6 separate regions of the Mus musculus genome follow, and regions 2, 3, 4, 5 and 6 are each linked to region 1. Evidence: chromatin contacts called from public ChIA-PET and promoter capture Hi-C data. All regions are on one chromosome and are shown on one strand. Each heading gives the region's core, a stretch centred on a gene start, on an enhancer-like site or on the middle of the called end of the contact. The rest is flanking DNA. Distances are from core to core; before and after follow the strand shown.

Evidence for each region. Promoter capture Hi-C pulls out the DNA fragments that hold promoters and counts their contacts. ChIA-PET counts read pairs in DNA pulled down with a chosen protein or histone mark.
Region 2: a contact with region 1 is called in an RNA polymerase II ChIA-PET map of memory CD8 T cells, with 8 read pairs. The contact joins the promoter of Oaz2 here to the promoter of Dennd4a in region 1. A contact is called at or near these places in 1 of 39 promoter capture datasets (erythroid cells) and 1 of 115 datasets of contacts at active chromatin or transcription factors (memory CD8 T cells).
Region 3: a promoter capture Hi-C map of liver shows a contact between it and region 1, with 4 times the contacts expected there. The contact joins the promoter of Smad6 here to the promoter of Dennd4a in region 1. A contact is called at or near these places in 3 of 39 promoter capture datasets (liver and pre-B cells) and 1 of 484 Hi-C or Micro-C datasets (embryonic stem cells).
Region 4: a promoter capture Hi-C map of erythroid cells shows a contact between it and region 1, with 6 times the contacts expected there. The contact joins the promoter of Mtfmt here to the promoter of Dennd4a in region 1. A contact is called at or near these places in 1 of 39 promoter capture datasets (erythroid cells) and 1 of 115 datasets of contacts at active chromatin or transcription factors (memory CD8 T cells).
Region 5: a promoter capture Hi-C map of second pharyngeal arch cranial neural crest shows a contact between it and region 1. The contact joins the promoter of Uchl4 here to the promoter of Dennd4a in region 1. A contact is called at or near these places in 11 of 39 promoter capture datasets (the HPC-7 cell line, cranial neural crest, frontonasal cranial neural crest and 7 more) and 3 of 115 datasets of contacts at active chromatin or transcription factors (forebrain, memory CD8 T cells and microglia).
Region 6: an RNA polymerase II ChIA-PET map of memory CD8 T cells shows a contact between it and region 1, with 19 read pairs. The contact joins the promoter of Pdcd7 here to the promoter of Dennd4a in region 1. A contact is called at or near these places in 2 of 39 promoter capture datasets (liver and pre-B cells) and 1 of 115 datasets of contacts at active chromatin or transcription factors (memory CD8 T cells).

Annotation. Positions count from the first base shown.
Region 1 is chr9:64,809,515-64,812,371 of GRCm38.p6, reverse strand. It overlaps Dennd4a (DENN/MADD domain containing 4A), which reads right to left and starts at 1,361. Exons shown (of 35, transcript NM_001162917.1): 1 at 1,352-1,361; 2 at 786-1,032. Gm36459 (a long non-coding RNA gene) reads left to right here and starts at 957. Exons shown (of 3, transcript XR_379559.2): 1 at 957-1,045; 2 at 1,270-1,426.
Region 2 is chr9:65,675,056-65,677,912 of GRCm38.p6, reverse strand. Oaz2 (ornithine decarboxylase antizyme 2) reads right to left here and starts at 1,365. Exons shown (of 5, transcript NM_010952.3): 1 at 1,148-1,365. The coding sequence starts at 1,167.
Region 3 is chr9:64,020,559-64,023,415 of GRCm38.p6, reverse strand. Smad6 (SMAD family member 6) reads left to right here and starts at 1,357. Exons shown (of 4, transcript NM_008542.3): 1 at 1,357-2,857. The coding sequence starts at 2,392.
Region 4 is chr9:65,434,359-65,437,215 of GRCm38.p6, reverse strand. Mtfmt (mitochondrial methionyl-tRNA formyltransferase) reads right to left here and starts at 1,434. Exons shown (of 9, transcript NM_027134.3): 1 at 1,209-1,434; 2 at 19-228. The coding sequence starts at 1,402.
Region 5 is chr9:64,233,775-64,236,631 of GRCm38.p6, reverse strand. Uchl4 (ubiquitin carboxyl-terminal esterase L4) reads right to left here and starts at 1,431. Exons shown (of 1, transcript NM_033607.1): 1 at 270-1,431. The coding sequence starts at 1,393. The coding sequence ends at 692. The region is part of intron 1 of Map2k1 (mitogen-activated protein kinase kinase 1); the gene reads left to right.
Region 6 is chr9:65,344,590-65,347,446 of GRCm38.p6, reverse strand. It overlaps Pdcd7 (programmed cell death 7), which reads right to left and starts at 1,379. Exons shown (of 5, transcript NM_016688.2): 1 at 439-1,379. The coding sequence starts at 1,305.

The DNA.
Region 1 (2,857 bases), core at 112-2,611:
AATAAAAACCGTCTCTACCGCTCTGAGGCCAACCATTCGTCTGAAGGAAAAGCACACTGGAGCAGCAACATCCAAGTTTCCCTTTACGTCCTGTCATTTAAAAGCACCATAAAAGAGATGTCGCTGCGACCCAATTCTAGGTCACAAGCTTTTTTGCCCCTTCTCCCCCTGCCCCCTCCTTCGTCTTTCCCCTCTAGAAAGAGATAAACTTCAAAAGGAGTGGTGATGACCAAGAATTGCGCGCGCGTGTGCACAGACACACACACACACACACACACACACACACACACACACACACACACACACACTGGTCAACTTGGACGCTGGCCGGGCTCACGTGGAACCTGAGCCCCAGCCGGGCCCCGGCATCTGGACTGAACAGCCGCGGGAAAGCAGCCCCCGCCGCGGGTTTGAAACCCAGAGCAGGTGGGATTCCGGGAAGCAACCTTACGTAACGAGCTTGTCAAAATCCCAGCTTCAGGACCTCCCCACCGTCCGCCCCCGCCCCATCACCCCAACAACAACAGCCCCAGGCCAGCACCAAATGGCCAGTCCGGAGGGACCCCCCCGGTGTCCCGCGCTCGTTCCCACACGGAGGCGCGCGAACGCCATCGACAGCATCTCGCCATCCTCCGGGACGGCCAGAGCCCCTCCTAGCAGCTGCCCGCGCCTAGCGGCCCTCCAAGTCCTATCACCCGGCTCGGCGTCCCCCTGCCAGTCACCTCCTCAGGGCCGTGACAGCTCCCTATGCCACCGATGCCCACGCCGCCGCCCCCGCCACTCACCTCCCCGCCGGCCCCCGCGCGAGCACCGGGAAGAGCCTGAGATGCAGAGTCTGATCCCCTCATGCGCGGCGGGCGGGACACGAGGGGGCTGAATGTCGCGGCGCTTGCAGCCAGCTTAGCTCATCTCCCGGCCCGGCGCTCCGCCCAGCCGTCTCAGTCAGACGGGACTCCCCCTCCCCGCGCGGTCGCCAAAGCCTCCGCCTCCTTCCTCAGCACCAGCCGCCGAACCCGCCGCGGCCGGCGCCATCTTGGGAGTGACGGTAAAGACATGGGGGCGGGGACTATGGCAACAAAAACCAATCACAGGCCGAATCTGACCCGAGGGGCAGGAATGGGCCGAGCTAGGGGGTGGGTCGTGGGGGGAGGGGACTAACAAGGGTCCCGCAAGTGGGCGGGCCGCTGGGTGGGGCTGTGGGCGGGGTGGGGCCGGGCTGGCTGGTGACGGCGAGTGTAGCTGGGGAAACGCGTCGTGGTTCCCCTTCAGGTTGGGAGATTCCGAGCCCCTGGCGAGTAAGAACAAGGCGCACTGTACCTTCCTCTTTCACAAGCATCCAGCTATGGCCAACAGACCTGCTTCTTCCTTCCCGGCACTGCTGCTTGGTGCAGTGGTCTGAGCTGAGATCCGCCCACCAAAGTCACTGGTATTCTGCAGAAAACCCCCTAAGCGGTTAGCAACCACCAGTAGCTTTCAGTCCCGAGACAGAGGTCAGGGAAAAGGGGGAATTCAGAGGGGTTCTCTGAAAAGCGCGTTGATAAAACAGCTATTGTTGATTGAAAGGGTGTCCATTACATTGATTAATTGGATATGGCCTACTTAAACTAGACTGCAGGTCTACTGTTAATGGCTATTGGCAAGATGCCTTTGAAAAATGTGGATAATAAAGGTTGATTACCTCTACAGAGTTACTCAGAAATGTAAAGTGTATGCCTAAAAAGTATTGAATAATGTTAGCTGGAATTCTATGAACAAATGAAGGAAGAAATAGGACCTTTTAAAAAAAAATTCCTCTAGGTTGAAGTTAATCTATGCAAAACAGGCTTCATCTTTATTGCCAACCGAGATTACAGTTTTATTTTATACCTCCACTCCTTCTCTTGGACTCATTCATCCAGACAATATTGTTGGAAAACCCAGCAGGGCTGACACACAACAGTCAGGGAACCAGAAAAGGTCTGCTTTGAGGGAGTTGAGGTCTAGTGGGAGAAGCTCAACAACAACAACAACAACAACAACAACCAAATATATTTAATGCTTGGAGAAGAAACATAAAAGTTCTAGGAAGAATTCTAGGTAGCAGATAACAGGGTGGTTTTTGAAACCAGAGTGATCAAGGCTGTGCCTCTCTGAAGTGCAGGAAGAAGCCAGTAATGGAAGAAAGGCCCCAGAGAATTGAGTAAAGCAAAAAGATCATGCAGAGAACCTGCAATAGGGAGGAGCTTGGCTTTTAGAACTGCGAGGAATCTGTGTTGATGAGAAATGTATTTTGCCTGGAGAAGCCTTCCATTAGATTAGAGAGGGAGTTGAGAGCTCCGTTGTATAGGGCCTAGAAATACAAGACTATCCTTAATTCTAACTGCAGGCCGAAGCCACTGAATGGCAAGTAGGGAACAAAGCAGCTGGGAACAGTGAGTGGTACTTGAAGAATGGCATCTATATTTATATTCTAGACAACATATGGACCAGAGAACCTGATTGAGAGGGTTTGTTTTTTTTTTTTTAAATCTAAGTTTGAGTCTCTTCAACACTGAGTTCACCAAATATAGTTCAAATTGTTTAAAAAATGTGTGGGCATCACATTATATTGTGTAGATAAAAATACACTAATTTCACTGAAAATTATTAAATAATACCATTGTTGATCCCCACACCCTCCCCCCCCCCTTTTTTTTTTTTTGTTTTGCTTTTCCGGGACAGGGTTTCTCTGTTCAGTCCTGGCTGTCCTGGAACTCACTCTGTAGACCAGACTGGCCTCAAACTCAGAAACCCGCCTGCCTCTGCCTCCCAAGTGCTGGGACTAAAGGCGTGCACCACCTCTGCCTGGCAAAAACTGAAGTCTTTTAACCATCCTCCC
Region 2 (2,857 bases), core at 116-2,615, 870 kb before region 1:
TTTCTGAATTGCTAATGAAAGCCAAGATAATACATAAGCAAGTGGCATTACAAATCCTGAGGGATCAGAAAATTCTGGAATAGCTTTGGAGAAGAGCGTCTGTCTGGGACAGAAATGTGGGATATCTGAGGACATGGAAAAAGGGAGGGTAACTAAAGGGATGACTTCTGCCTACTTTGGTTGAAAGTTAAGAAACCCACACCATTTCAAAAGAATAATGCATTTCAAATCCTGGGGGAAACAGGGATTGGGTCTTGAGGTAGGTAACTTCCAAAGGCCCAGGATCTGGTTTTGGAGGCCCTGGAGTGAAATTTAAAAGGGGGTAGCACTTAATGATCTTCCCAGGAAAGGGGAGAGACTAAGTTGGGCATTGTAATGATTTTAAAGAAGGGGGGGGGCGGTAAGATGAGTACCAACTGAGACTTTGTAGTGTTTAAAGGGTAAGAGTGTGTAGAAGAGTGTTGGCAACATCATTGGAAAAACAGGCTGGAGGGCAGGAATGGACTCCATAGTGTTAGAGAAATAAAGAGTGGGGGTTCCCAGACAGGAAAATGGGGCCTACCTGGAGAAGGGTGGGGAAGAGAGTGGGACTGCACATCCCAAGGAGGTGGGAAGAGGGGGAAAGGGTTGAGTTGAGAACTGCCGGACAGAGCTTGTCTTTGGGGACAGCCAGGCAGGGCTGAGAGGAGTCTGCCTGGGAAGCAATTTTCACTAGAGAATGGATTTAAAGCGATTAAGTGACTTGTGGAGGAGTAAGAAAGATTTAGGGAAGATAAGAACCAATTCGGGGAATCTGTGGGAGAAAGCCCACAGTATGGGGGACTGGGCACCGTCCCACTGGGCTTAAGAAAACGGAGCGACTGACTGGCTATGTCCAGGTTTTTTTTTTTTTTTGGGGGGGGGGGGCTCCGGGCGAGGAGAAAACCCGGATGAGGGGGATGGGCAGGGCTGGAGGAAGGGGGCTAAAGGACGGAAGGAGGCCCGATTTCAGGACTCGGGTGGCAGTGGCTGGGATGGCGAGAGGAACAGTGGGAGCGGATGGAGCCCCCTGGGGGCTGGGGGCAGGCTGCGGGGGTGGGGGGGGGTGCGAAGGCCTCTGGAGCTGCGGAGGGAGGATGGGGGCGGGGAGCCTGCGCCGGGCCGTTACCTGTCCTGGGTGTTTATCATCCTCGGTGGCTCTGCTCAGGGTGGGAGGAGGCGGCGCGGGGAGTGGGTAGGTGGACGAGTGGGTGGGTGTGGGGTCGCGCGCGCGGGCCGGTCTCTGTGGGCTAAGTCCCTGTCAGGCCGCGGGCCGAGTGCCCTCCTCTTGCCTCAGCGAGCGCCTGCCTCCAACTGACCCTCCCCGGCCGCCGCCGCGCAACCGCCCCGCCCCCAAGTACCTCATCTGCATAGCCCCACCCAGCGCCGCTTGGTGTCCTGGGAAACTGGGGCCCACAACAAAGGGCGAAGCACCGCCCCGCCTGGGCGCAGGCGTACTAAGGGCAAGCTATCATCTCGGGAAGAGGGGCGGTAGCCAGGGAGAAGAGGGGAAAGAGGTCTCTCTCGATGCCAGGAACTCAGGTTCTGCTTGGCTAAGGCCAGTCTTCATTTCTGCTTTTGTTCTTTCTTAATCATTTATGTATGTTTATTTTTTATACACATTGGTGTTTTGCCTGCATGTATCTCTATATGAGGATGTCAGATCCCCTGGCACAGGAGTTACAGACAGTGTGACCTGCCATGTAGAGGCTGGGAATTGAACCCAAGTCCTCTGAAGACCAACCGGTGCTCTTATCCGCTGAGCCCTCTCCACTCGTTCATGTCTGCCTTTTGTTTGTTTTTTGATACAGTCTTTGTAGCTCAGGCTAGCCTCAGACTCACTGGAAGATGACTTGGAAACCCCCATCCTCCTTCCTTTACTTCCTGTCCTGCCAAGTGCTGGAAATAGTGTGCCTCACCACACTGGGCACTTGCTGCTTTTGGTGTGTGGCCAAACCGAAACCGGAGAATAGTATTTGTAAACCCATGTCACTAAACAAAACAAAATCTGAAATAGAAGAATACTCCTCATAGAGTAGCACCATTTCCAGTGTGAATCTAATCCCACAGATCTTTTCCTTCAATTCATAGTACAATGACAGTGGCTTCCAGCCAATCGGTGCAAGCTGCTTCAATCGATCATGCAAGGCACCTAGTGCACTGCCACTGTCTTACCTGGCCCTCTAATCACAGAGGCCAGGCAGCAATGTACACACACCCCCAAATCCCAGCCACACTCACAGGAGAACCCTAGTTGTCAAACCTGTGCAGTCAACTTAGACTGCAGTCAGTAGAGACTGTGTAAGCCTTTATCTATCTTAGCACCCAGGAAGCAGGGGCAGGTGAGGCTCTGTGAGTTGAAGGCCAGCTTGTAGTACGCAGGCAACAAGTTCCAGGCTGCTTAGTGTAACATGGTGAGACCCTATCTTGGGGGTGGGGGAGGGAGGGGAGAGAGAGAGAGAGAGAGAGAGAGAGAGAGAGAGAGAGAGAGAGAGAGAGGTGGGGCAGAGGGAAAGGGAGAGGATGCACTCTCAGACCACAGTGGTCACCTCAAATCATCCGTTCATTTAGTCAAAGTTCAGTAAATAGCTACATACTATGTGCTTCTAGCATGGGCAGGAATCCAGGAAGCTTCCACAATGGGCCAGGCAATGTACCTACCTTGGATGTCACAATCTGTCCAGAGAGAGAGGCCATCACAATATGAGGTAAGTACTCAGTCTGAAGGACACTGCAAAGAAAGCAACACGCAGAAGAGACAGCTTGAAAAACCTGTACTTTTTCACTTTGGTATTACTCCAAAATGCAGTGGTCAACATGACCTCCACTGCCAAGCTAC
Region 3 (2,857 bases), core at 108-2,607, 790 kb after region 1:
CAGCACTGGAGTACCTGGCTCCAGGTAAGACTCAGGGAAGTAGTCTGTATCTTTCCTACACACACGACCCTTCCCCCAGCGCACTTCCAGACCCGTTCCTGGACTTGCACACCACCTTCGCTACAGCAGTCCAGAGCACAGGTATCCTAAAGGGGATCACAAGTCCGCGCCCCATCCTCCCCACTCCGCCTCCCGCGGGGTGCGGCGTCAAGCCCCAGGCCAATGAGAGTAGCGGAATTTCTTTCATTGAGCTCGGGGCCCCGCTCCTGCCCGGAAAGGGGCGTGGTGCTGCGCCGGGGGTGGGGCCGCGGCGCGCCAGGGGAGGGCGGGGCCGGCCCTGCGGCTGGGCCAATCGGCGCCACGCCCGGGAGGGGGAGGGGGAACCAGGCCTTTTTTCCCCTCCGCGCGGGGCCAATCCTGACTTTACAAGCTTGAACTTTTGCCACCCTCGGACTAGCAAGCACGCCCGAGGAGGTACCCCGCCGCGCCGGCTCCAGGGCAGGAGCGGCCTTAACCCTTCCCATGCCGGGTCCCCAAGTCTGTCCCCAACTTGCCCCCGTTTTTATAGTGAAACATAACTGGGGAAAGCACGCCCCTCTATCACTCTCGAAGGGGCATAAGGTAAATCCTCGAAGGGAGAAGAAAGCGCCTGGCCTTGAGAGGAGCCTAGGACGCCAGGAGGGAGAGCCGGGGCGACCAGGAGGAGCCATCCAAGAGCACTCCTGCCTCTACCCCACCCTGTCCAAGTCCCCACCTCGGGCTATCCTGGAGCTCCCTCGATCACCCGCCCCCCAGTGTAGCCTAGGCGGAGAGACCCCTAATTTTGGGCAGGGGGTGCGTGGAGCCTTCATAGGACACGGAAGAAACCCGCTATCCCAACTTCGCCGCCGCCCCCCAACTCCCCAGAGACGGAGGGCAGGAAGGCGCACACACACGCCCATTTTTATTAGCCCGCGCTGAGGCTGGGGGTTTGGACTGACTCTAAAGTGCTATGCGCGTTTGCAAGTTTGGGCACAAGCCAGAGAGAGGCAAAGGGCCGCCTCGGAGTCCGGGTCGCGGTGGGTTCACCCAGCAGAGCTGGGCATCAGGGTGTGAGTGTTTGTTAGCGCGTGTGCGGGACGGCTGGTATCCGTGCCCAAGGCACGACGTGAGCTTGAGAGTGAGTCGCGGGCACTGTCAGCCTCGGGGCGGGGGTGCTGGGGCGGGCGAGGGGCGGGGGCCCGCGTTCGGCCCGCCCCGGGAACCAGCCCCCTCGGAGCCTCGGGCTCAGCAATGGGACGTGTTCTCCTTTAAGAGTTAAGAAACTTGAAACCTTGTTTGCGCAACAATCAGCGCCGCGGAGCCGCCAAAGTGTCTAGACTGGCATATGATGGGAGGCAGCCAATGACTCCGCGGCGCTCCTCCGGGGGCCCTCAGTGTGCGTTTGAGGAGAACAAAAAAGAGAGAGAGCGCCGAGAGGGGGAACGAGCGAGGGAGCTGAGTCCAGAGAAAGAGCCGCCGGGCGCTGCCTCGCCAAACCTCGCTGGGACCGCGGGGCCACCAGGAGGCACTTTGGTGAAGGGGGGGGGGGGCGACCTCGGCAGCCGCGGCGCCCGAAGCGACCCAGCGCAGCGTGGGGCGGGCTGCGACCTCTGCTTCGGTGGATTGCATTTTTAATTAAGGATTCCTAGCAGCTCTTTGGGATTTTTTTTTTCCGGCTTCCACTCATGTGTTGACACCCGCGTTCAGGAGAGACTTGCCCCAAGTGCACCGAGCGCCCGGGACCTGAGACGGAATTGCTTTTCGTGCGTGCAAAATCCAAGCATTTTGAGTTTTGTTTGGGACCTTTTTCTTGCTTTGCTTTTATTTCTATTTTTATTTTGTTGCAGGGATATGGGAGTTATCCACAAGCCTTAGTTTCGGATCCTGCAGGGAAAGCCCATGTAGCATAGCTTGGCTTTTGAAGGCAGAGTTGTGCAGACACATTTGGGGGCACGACGCAAGCGCTTTGTGCTCGTGTACCAGCCGCGCAACTTTTGAAGGCTCGCCGGCCCATGCAGGGTGTCTCTAGCATCGTTTCGCTGGTGGCTTCCCTAAGGCTCCAAAGCAGCTGGAGTTGAGCGGTCCCGGCCCATCGTGATCCATGTAGCCCGCTGGTCCCTCGCGGACTGAGGCTCAACACGCGCGTGTTCCCGGCCCGGCCCGGCCCGGCTTGGCCCGGCGCGAGCTCCCTCATGTTGCAGCCCTGCGGTGCCCCTTCGACGACAGGCTGTGCGCGGTCTGCACGGCGCCCCGCGGCAGAGCTTCATGTGGGGCTGCGGCCCGCTCAGCCGGCGCCTCGTTGAGGGAACGGACCCCCGGTAACCGGAGACCGCCTCCCCTCCCACCACCCCAGGCGCCAAAGGGTATCGTATGTTCAGGTCTAAACGTTCGGGGCTGGTGCGGCGACTTTGGCGAAGTCGTGTGGTCCCTGATCGGGAGGAAGGCAGCGGCGGCGGCGGTGGTGTCGACGAGGATGGGAGCCTGGGCAGCCGAGCTGAGCCTGCCCCGCGGGCACGAGAGGGCGGAGGCTGCAGCCGCTCCGAAGTCCGCTCGGTAGCCCCGCGGCGGCCCCGGGACGCGGTGGGACCGCGAGGCGCCGCGATCGCGGGCAGGCGCCGGCGCACAGGGGGCCTCCCGAGGCCCGTGTCGGAGTCGGGGGCCGGGGCTGGGGGCTCCCCGCTGGATGTGGCGGAGCCTGGAGGCCCAGGCTGGCTGCCTGAGAGTGACTGCGAGACGGTGACCTGCTGTCTCTTCTCCGAACGGGACGCAGCAGGCGCGCCCCGGGACTCTGGCGATCCCCAAGCCAGACAGTCCCCGGAGCCGGAGGAGGGCGGCG
Region 4 (2,857 bases), core at 185-2,684, 620 kb before region 1:
CTTATAAGTAAAACTTACTAGGGAAATTTAAGAATAAGAGCCTCACTCAAAAGCCGGCCAAAGGAAGCCACTACCCCAACATCATATTCTCCAGATCCCACGTCGGGCCACTCGTACACCGGGAGCTGAGACTGAATAGCATATTGCTTCACAGGTAGTCCTTTGGGGGATAGCGAAGGCACTGTGACAACCTCCAGTTTCTCAATTAACTTTTCCTCTTTGCCGTCTCTGAATCAGAAAGATTGGGGGAAAAAAAATTTGACAGTGTCAGGGCAACAGCCCAAAGCTAAACTATTTCATGCACAGCAAAGCTATTTTTATGATTAAACCCATAGTACATTTAGAGCTAAAATAATTAAGATTTTTTGCAACCAACACACAGGGTTTAAATTTAATAATTTAAAAATTAAATTGTCTTTTATTATTATTATTGTGTGCATGGTGTGGGCATGTGCTATTATTACTGTGTGCGTGTGTGCAGGCGTATGCTACAGCATGTGTGTGGAAATGAGAGGAAAACTTTCAGAAGTCAGCTCTCTTCTTACAGCATCCACAGGGTGTAGCTCACAAGGGCCTGTCACTCCAGCTCCAGGGAATGGGACACTCACTTTAGGCCTCCACAGGCACCAACACGTACATGCTCATAGACACACACACATACAAATAAAATCTCAAAGTAAAAATCTTATTTAAAAAGAAAAGTGTTTGTAGGAAGGCAGGGATGGAGGCGAGATAAGTGCCTGGAAACCAGGGACCGATAAATAACCAAATATCCTTCCAGGGAAGTGGGGCGGTAGACACAGCAGCCTTTCAGGAAAGGGTGAATTACAAATAACTTTCTTCCTAGTAGACAAGGTTAGTTAAATCGCATAAATATTATATGTATATGAAACTGTTCTAACTTAGAAATGTATTCATTTGAAAACACAGGCGTGTAAAAGGGCAAGGAAACGGAGGCCACCAACACCAGGAAGGGACGAACTTTGGAGTCACAGCCCTTTTCAGCTAACCGGCTCCGCCCACGACCCTGGGTACTGGCCGGGCCTCTCCAGGTACCGGTTCCCAGGCTCGGGGAGATGGAGGGTCTGCTGGCAGATGCTGCAGGAGCCACAGGAGCTCTGCCGGCCGGGACCCAACAGGGCGCCTTCCCGGGACCTCGCTGCCCTGGGGTCGCCACCGCGGCTCGGCGTGGGACCCTGCCCCGGTACCTGGCGGCGTGCAGCGCCCGCAGCGTTTCCCGGGCAAAGTGGTCGGTGCCGAGGAACAGCACCCGCCAAGGCGGCTTCTCGCGGACTCGGGAACCTCGGCCGTCCTTCCCGTCGAACCCGGCAGGTGCTTGACAGGAACAGCGTGGCCTCCTTCCCATCAGCCACCGACCCCAGCAGCACCGCGGAAGGAGCATCACCTCGGCCCGCAGCGGCCCACCATGCGCATGCGTGCCCATGGTGGGGGGCGGAGCAAAGAGCTCAAAGGCCCAAGCACGCGCAGACGACAAGGCGGGGCCTGCCGCTTTGGAGGCGTGGCTCAACTGAAGAACCACTAAGGAAGAAATTTGAGGGGACTTTGATGTGTATTATTCAGCCAAGCTCTTCAAAGAACACTGCAGATATATACACACAAGCAAGACACTCATATGAATAAAACAAACCTTTAAAAGAAACTATTTTTTAAAACTTTACAAATTTTTTTTTAATTTATTTTTGTTTTACGTGCTTTGGTGCTTTGCCTGCATGCATGTCTGTGTAAGAGTGTGGAATCCCCTACAACTCGAGACAGTTCTGAGCTGCCACATGGGCCTGGGAATTGAACCTGGGTCCTATGGAAGGGAAGCCAGTGCTCTTAACTGCTGAGCCATCTCTGCAACGAGGGGTCCTGTCCCTCCAGCTCCAAAGCCATGATCCTAACCATTCGACCTGAACAGCAATCTTAACTACTAAGCAACTCAGGATTTCCACACCCAATGAAACTAAGGTTTGCTCACCTGTCTGAAGTCACTTCAGGAATCCAAGACTCTTAGATTCTCAGGCCTCCCATGTGGGATGCCATAGGGAGACTGTAGGGAAACGGAGGGGTGAGGGCTATCTGCTGAAGACCTCTGAAGACCATGGTGTGCAGATAGATATGTGTTTCCAAGGTACACTGGGGTCCTTAACATGGGTCATGCTTGTGACGCTGGCTCTGGCTATAGAGCAGCATCAGGTTCCTCTCTCATCTAATTCCTGTCACATGGCCTGAAAGCCAGAGGCCCTGGAGCAGTCTTTCATTTAGTTTTGAGGATCCCTGCTTCTGTGCCCTTGAGCGTTCCATCCACCTCACATTTCCTCTCTTCCTCACTAAATGGTATCCATTTTTCAGTGCTAAGACAACACCCTCCCTGAGGCCTTGAACTCCTACCTCACAGATTCAATAATTTTTTTCTCCATGTGTCCCCTCAAAACTGAGAGCGGCTTTGTTTGCCATAGTTGTGGAAAGTTGGCCAATGTGTGCCCAGAGAGCGGCAAATTCCTTGGGCTAAGTAGAAAAGAGAGGCAAAGATTATGATGCTGCTAGCCGGTGCATCTGACCATATGAGGGAAATGAGATGTGATGCCAAGCCGTATCCTCCTCTGATCAAGTCAGTCCCAGAATCCTAACTTAGGGGAAGTGGAACATGATTCTGACACTCAAGGTGCTGTCTTTTGAATACCGACTGAAGGTGTGACCTACTGGAGCTGGAGAGACGGCTCAGTGGTTAAGATGCTCGCTGTTCTTGCAGAGGACCTGAGTTTGTTTTCTAGCACACACATTGCCAGATCTAGGAGACTCACTGCCCTCTTCTGGCCCCTGCAGGCACTGCAGTCATGCGACAAACACACCA
Region 5 (2,857 bases), core at 182-2,681, 580 kb after region 1:
CAACTAGGATTGCAAAAATGTGCTGTATATCACTCATTTGTGTCTACTGATAAACCATGGTCACTGAGGGCTGCCAAGATGCCTTAGCAATTCAAGCCACCTGCCTGCTGATGCCCCTGGGAGCCACATGGTGGAAGGTGAGACCTGACTCTTGCTCAGTGGCACATGTGTACCCACAGACACATAAATGTAACAAAAGTAAAACTAAAAAATGTAGTCATTGAAGGCAAGGAAAGCTGCTTTCCCCAAGGACGGCGAGGCCTACGTTTCAGGAAAGACCGGGCTTCGTATCATAGTATATTAACATAGAGACTTTGGCAGATTATTATTCTTTTTTGTTTGTTTGTTGTTGTTGTTTATTTTTTGTTTTTCGAGATAGGATTTCTCTATGCAGCGCTGGCTGTCCTGGAACTTGCTTTGTAGACCAGGCTAGTCTAGAACTTGGAGAGCCACCTGCCTCTGTCTCCTGAGTACTGGGATTAAAGGTATACACCACCACTGCTGGGCTATTCTTGTACTAGAACATTCCTTCTACAACAGTTTCTTTTGCCTTGTTTGTTTGTTTGTTTGTTTCCACATAAAGTTTAATTAGTCAAGTTAATGAAAATATTAAAAATTTTGAGTTAGTTATGGCATCAGAAATTTAACTTTTGTTGCAAATAATACAGTATTTGGTGTTTCTGTCAAGATGCTATGCTGCCGAGAGAGCAATTGCATTAAATCTTAACTCATCAGGGTCACGTTCCATGAACTTCTTGCAAACTTTTATGACATCCTCTAACAACGTCTCATCGCTAGTTTTCCCATGGTTAATTGGAAATGGTTTCCATCCATCTAATTCATAGAGATGCCCATCTACATGTACTAACGCAATAAAATGAAGATCTACTTTTTCATCTATACTTGGTGCCTCAGTCTGACCTTCATGTGCACTGGTTTCATGAGTAACTCGAATAGCGTCATAGTTCTCCAGGTATTTGGCTCTCTCTTCAGGGCTCATTGATACAGACTCCTCCAGGAACTTTTTCAATGTTGACCCTGATTCAAAGTGCACCTTGTCTTTGTTGTTTGCAATGGCATGGATTAGTCCAATCGTTCCAATCGTTCCACAGGCATTGCTGATGGTTTGTTTCATAAAATATACTGATGATGTCACATCTTGTCCTTGAGATTTTATCTTTTCTTCCTCTTCTGTTCTGAAGACTTCATACTTTTCTGTGATAGGGAAGAGGAGTAACACTGCGCACACTGGTCTTGGTATGATGCTAAGAAGTTCAGACTCCATCCCGTACACATCAACAAACTGCCAGTTAGGATGCAGGCCTAATTGCTTGAGAAACTGGTTGGTGACCTCAGGGTTGGCCTCCAGTGGCAGCCAGCGTTGACCCTCCATGACTGCTCCGTCGGCCTCTCTCCAGCTCTGACCTTGCCTTGTTTAATATTGGTAACTAAATAACTCCTGGGTTAACCATAAATGGAATTTGTTGCATCCCTATTTCTGAGTGTGGTAATTAAAAAAAAAAATCTAAGCCATTTTCATATTAAAAAGCCTTACCATCTTTAGCAGGGAAAGATAAGGGGAAAGAGTTGGAAAAGTACCAGAAACAAGTGACAGGTGTTTTGGTGAGTTATGTTTCAGCTTGCTCTCCAGTCACAGGAGGAGTGTAAATTGCTGGTGATCATGTGAGGCAGAGGGGATGGAGGGTGAGCGGAAATCAGTGGTTCCGGAGGCACCGACCCTTCCATCACCAGAGGCTTGCCCACTGCTGGGGACCTGAGACAACTCCTGGGCAAGTTGCTTTCCTGATAGACAGGGCTGCCCATGGGGACTAAGGCTTGCTTTAGTCTTCAAGGTAATAAAAATGGATGTGTGCAAGAAGACTAGTAGGATGGAGTCCAAAGACTAAAGAGGAACTGGAGAAACAGCTGGCATTCACTGAGGGCTTTCTGGTCTCTGTAGTCACGGATATTCTACAAGAACGGTTACCAGAGTCCATTGTACCAGTTGGCGATGTGAAGCTCAGGGAAGCTTAGTAGTTTCATAGGGTTGTATAACTGGTAAGCTGTGGATCTAGGTTAGAGCCTAGGTCAGGCCTCGGCTAACATCATTCCCCACCCCACTGTGTAAAATGCAGGAGGATTTTGTAGTGTTGTACTTTTCTAAACTAGACATTACCCACATATAGCTATTTATATCTAAATTAACTAAAATTCAGTACAGTTTAAATACCAGTTTCTCAGCCATACTAGTTACCTTTAAAAGCCTTATTGGCCACTGTGGCAACTGTTTTGGGCAGCATACATGTAGACTATTTCTGTCATTGTATAATGTCTGTGAGTACTGGTCTAGAAGTCAACCATCTTGTCCTTTAGTTAATTCTTGCCCTTTTGCTTTGCAAAGGACAAAATGAAGGATGAGAAAAGAGGCAACTCATTCAACCAAAGAACACAGTTGATCCAGGCTCTTAGCCTGGCTGCACAGTGGAGTCTCCCGTGCCCTCTGTCTTTCCTTAAAACACAAACCGTAGAATTTAGAAGTAGTGATTTTTTTTTTTCTGTGCCTCCAGCTTCACTCCGTCTCTCTGTTGCTAGATTCTTTCTTCTGAAGCTTTTCTCTCAAGTTCAAAGGGTATATCCGAGTTGGCTTCCCCCAAGGAAATAAAAGATGTTTGTTGGAAAGGAATTCCACGCTTAATATATGAAGCGGCCCTTGGATCCCTTTGCTTCCTTCTTTGCCTTCCTTCCAGGCACTTTGTAATTGAACTTGCAGCTGCTAACCATCTGTCTTCCAAACAGTTCAGATGACAGAGGTTTGTGTGCCTCAAATGCTCGCAGCTGCCTGTTATTTGCTGTCCAC
Region 6 (2,857 bases), core at 130-2,629, 540 kb before region 1:
AGACAGACCCACTCCACCGGATACACTGGTATTCATAGTATCAAACCAAAACAAATGAACCCGGGAGAGAACTATTATCAACCTCATCAGCCAATTATGTTATAAAGGTTTCTAGGTGTGGTCCAAGTCCTCTACATTTGCATGCTTTAGGACAGTATAAAAGATACTGCTCTGCATCTTCAGTAAGTGGATCCAACTTTGAAGCAGGACACAAGAGGTGTGTCCTCCCAGAAATGCACCAGTGTAAACCTGTCGCGTGTTTAAGGGACTTTATAGTCCAAATTCTAGAGTTTTATGCACCACACATCGTCAACAAGGAATACAGAGCAAAGAAGTGGCAAAGGCTAGCTTTCGCGGATAAGCATACAAGTTAACTAGCACGCAGATTCGAGTTCCAGACACCACAGCTCCAACCACCGAGCGCATACTGGTTCTCACCCGCTTCTTTTCCTCCACTTCCTGCACGCACTTCACCCTCCAGCGGTCAATCTCCTGCTCCCGTTCCGTGGCCTGCGCGGCCTCCGCCTCCCGCTCAGCCTCCCGATCCCGGGCCCTCTCACGAAGCCGCAGCCGGCGGCGCCGGACCCTCTCCAGCCTCCGTCGCGCCTCGCCCACATAGGCGGCCTGGGCCAGCGGCTGCAGCCGCTCCGCTAGCTCCGCTCGTAGTGGCGCCGCCTGAGCGTGCAGGGAGGCCCAGGCTGCTCCGTCGGCCTCAGCCTCGCGCAGGGACTGCCCCAAGCTGCGTAGCCGCCGCACCAAACGCAAAGCGGAACGCAACCGCGCGCGGACTTCACCCAGGCTGGGCCCGGCGGGTGTGCGCGGGGTCCGGAGGCCACCGGGCCGCCGGGGGTTCCCGAACACCGCCTCCAGCCACTGCCGATCACGCAGGCGCTGCAGGGCCGCGTCTCCGAGCACGTCGGGCGGCGGCGGCGCCTCCGCCCAGCGCGGGCTCCAGGGCGGCCCGGGACCTGGAGGCGGTGGCCGTGGACGCTCGACGGCGTCGGGCCCCGGGAAGGGCCGGCACTGCGGCGGCGGCGGCGGCAGCGGTGGGGGTGGCACCGGGAAGAAGGCGCCGCCACCGCCACCGCCGCGGGAGGCCTCGGCTGGCGCGCGGGGCTGCAGGGCCAGCGGAGGCTGGAGGAAGGGGGCGGAAGCCCCCGGGAAGGGGCCGGGTCGCTGGGGAAGGGGCGGCGGGAAAGCCGGAGAGGGCAGCGGCGGGGGCGGACAGCCGAATGGAGCGGAAGGCGGTGGCTGCGGAGGGGGAGGTCCCTGACGGCTCTGGGCGAAAAAAGGTGGCAGAGCCATGTCTGTAGTGCAGCGGTTGGGAGCAGTGACAGTAATCTGGGAACTTCTTTATCCGGGTTCCAGGAGGAAGTGACGTGTATAACGTGCGACCGGTGCTTGACTCACTTCCCGGAAGCGAGGCGTAGTGCAGGACCTTGGTTTGTCGTGCCAGGAAGCTTGAACCTTCCCAAACCACCAAGGATCCGTCTCCGATGTTAGGGTTTATTTCGGGCTCAGGCTCGGGCTCTCCTCCAAATCGACCTTAACACAGCAGGACAGAAAGAGAAGGCGGAGCAGCCCTGAACCCTCAGTAGAACAAGTTTTTATAGAAAAATAAAAGCTGAAAGGAAATAAAACTTGAGACATGTGATTCATGTAATTTATGTCAAATAGCCCAAAGAGTTGTTTGTGAGCTTTGAAACCTGGGGCTGAGAACATAGCAGAACAGGCCAGGACATGCCCCCCTATCTCCCGCCCTTCTGACAGTCTGTTGATGTTTAAATGAACCAATCATGTGAAACCTCGCCAATTCCTCCCCCAGCCCCATCCCTTTTCTATAAAAATCCCTAGCTTCCAAGCGTCAGAGTCGAAACCACTGTCTCCTGTGTGAGATACGTTTCGAACCGGAGCTCTGCCATTATGGCTCCACCATGTGGTCGACACCTCTGTCTCCTGAGGGAGATATATGTCGGCCCGGAGCTCCGTCATTAAACTACCTCATGCTTTTACATCAAGATGGTTGTCTGTTCGTGATTCTTGGGTGCGCTCCGAATGGAAATTGAGTGGGGGTTTCCCCACTAGGTTCTTTCAAAGCGAGGGAGGGGTTGTCCAGTCTGGCAAGCATCTAATAGAATGACTATAAGCCAATAGTTGGGTGCCCTGAATCGTGCATTTGATCACAAACAGTTTGAAAGTACATCTGAAACAATCAAACTAATCTTTGATTAACTGTTGCTAGGAAGTAGCTAGGGATTAACTCTGGCCAAGGACAAGCCATGGGGTCCTTTCTGGTATTTTGGTGCAGCTTGAGTTCTGCTTTTTTCTTTTCTTGAAGATGGAGGCTGGTCCCAAGATGGAGTAGGTTTGGCCTCTCCAATTCAGTCTTGAATTCAGAAATCCTGATGATTGTTAACGTTCTAGAGGGACTAGAGACACGGTCTGAAGCTCCGGCTAAGATCTGAAAGACAACAAAAAGTTATGAGAGGAACACAGGATGGAAGCAGCAGGTACTAGTGATTTGCAGTATGTCTGCTGGGGGTCGAAAGAATGCAGGGTGTAAAACACAGAAACACAAAGAGAAGCTAGGTGGTCTTGGAGAGATAGATGTTACAGTGTCCATATGTCATATTGATAGAACCTAGTGGGGAAACCCCCACTCAATTCCCGATTTGGTGTGCACCCAAAACCCAAAAAATCACGAATAGACCGTCTTTGATGTAAACACACAAGGTAGTTTAATGATGGGGTTCCGGACCAACATGCATCCCACACAGGAGATAACGGATGTTGGCCACAGGCTCGAAAGCTAGGGGTTTTTATGGGGTAAGGAGCTTAGGGGTGTGGAATTCAGCAT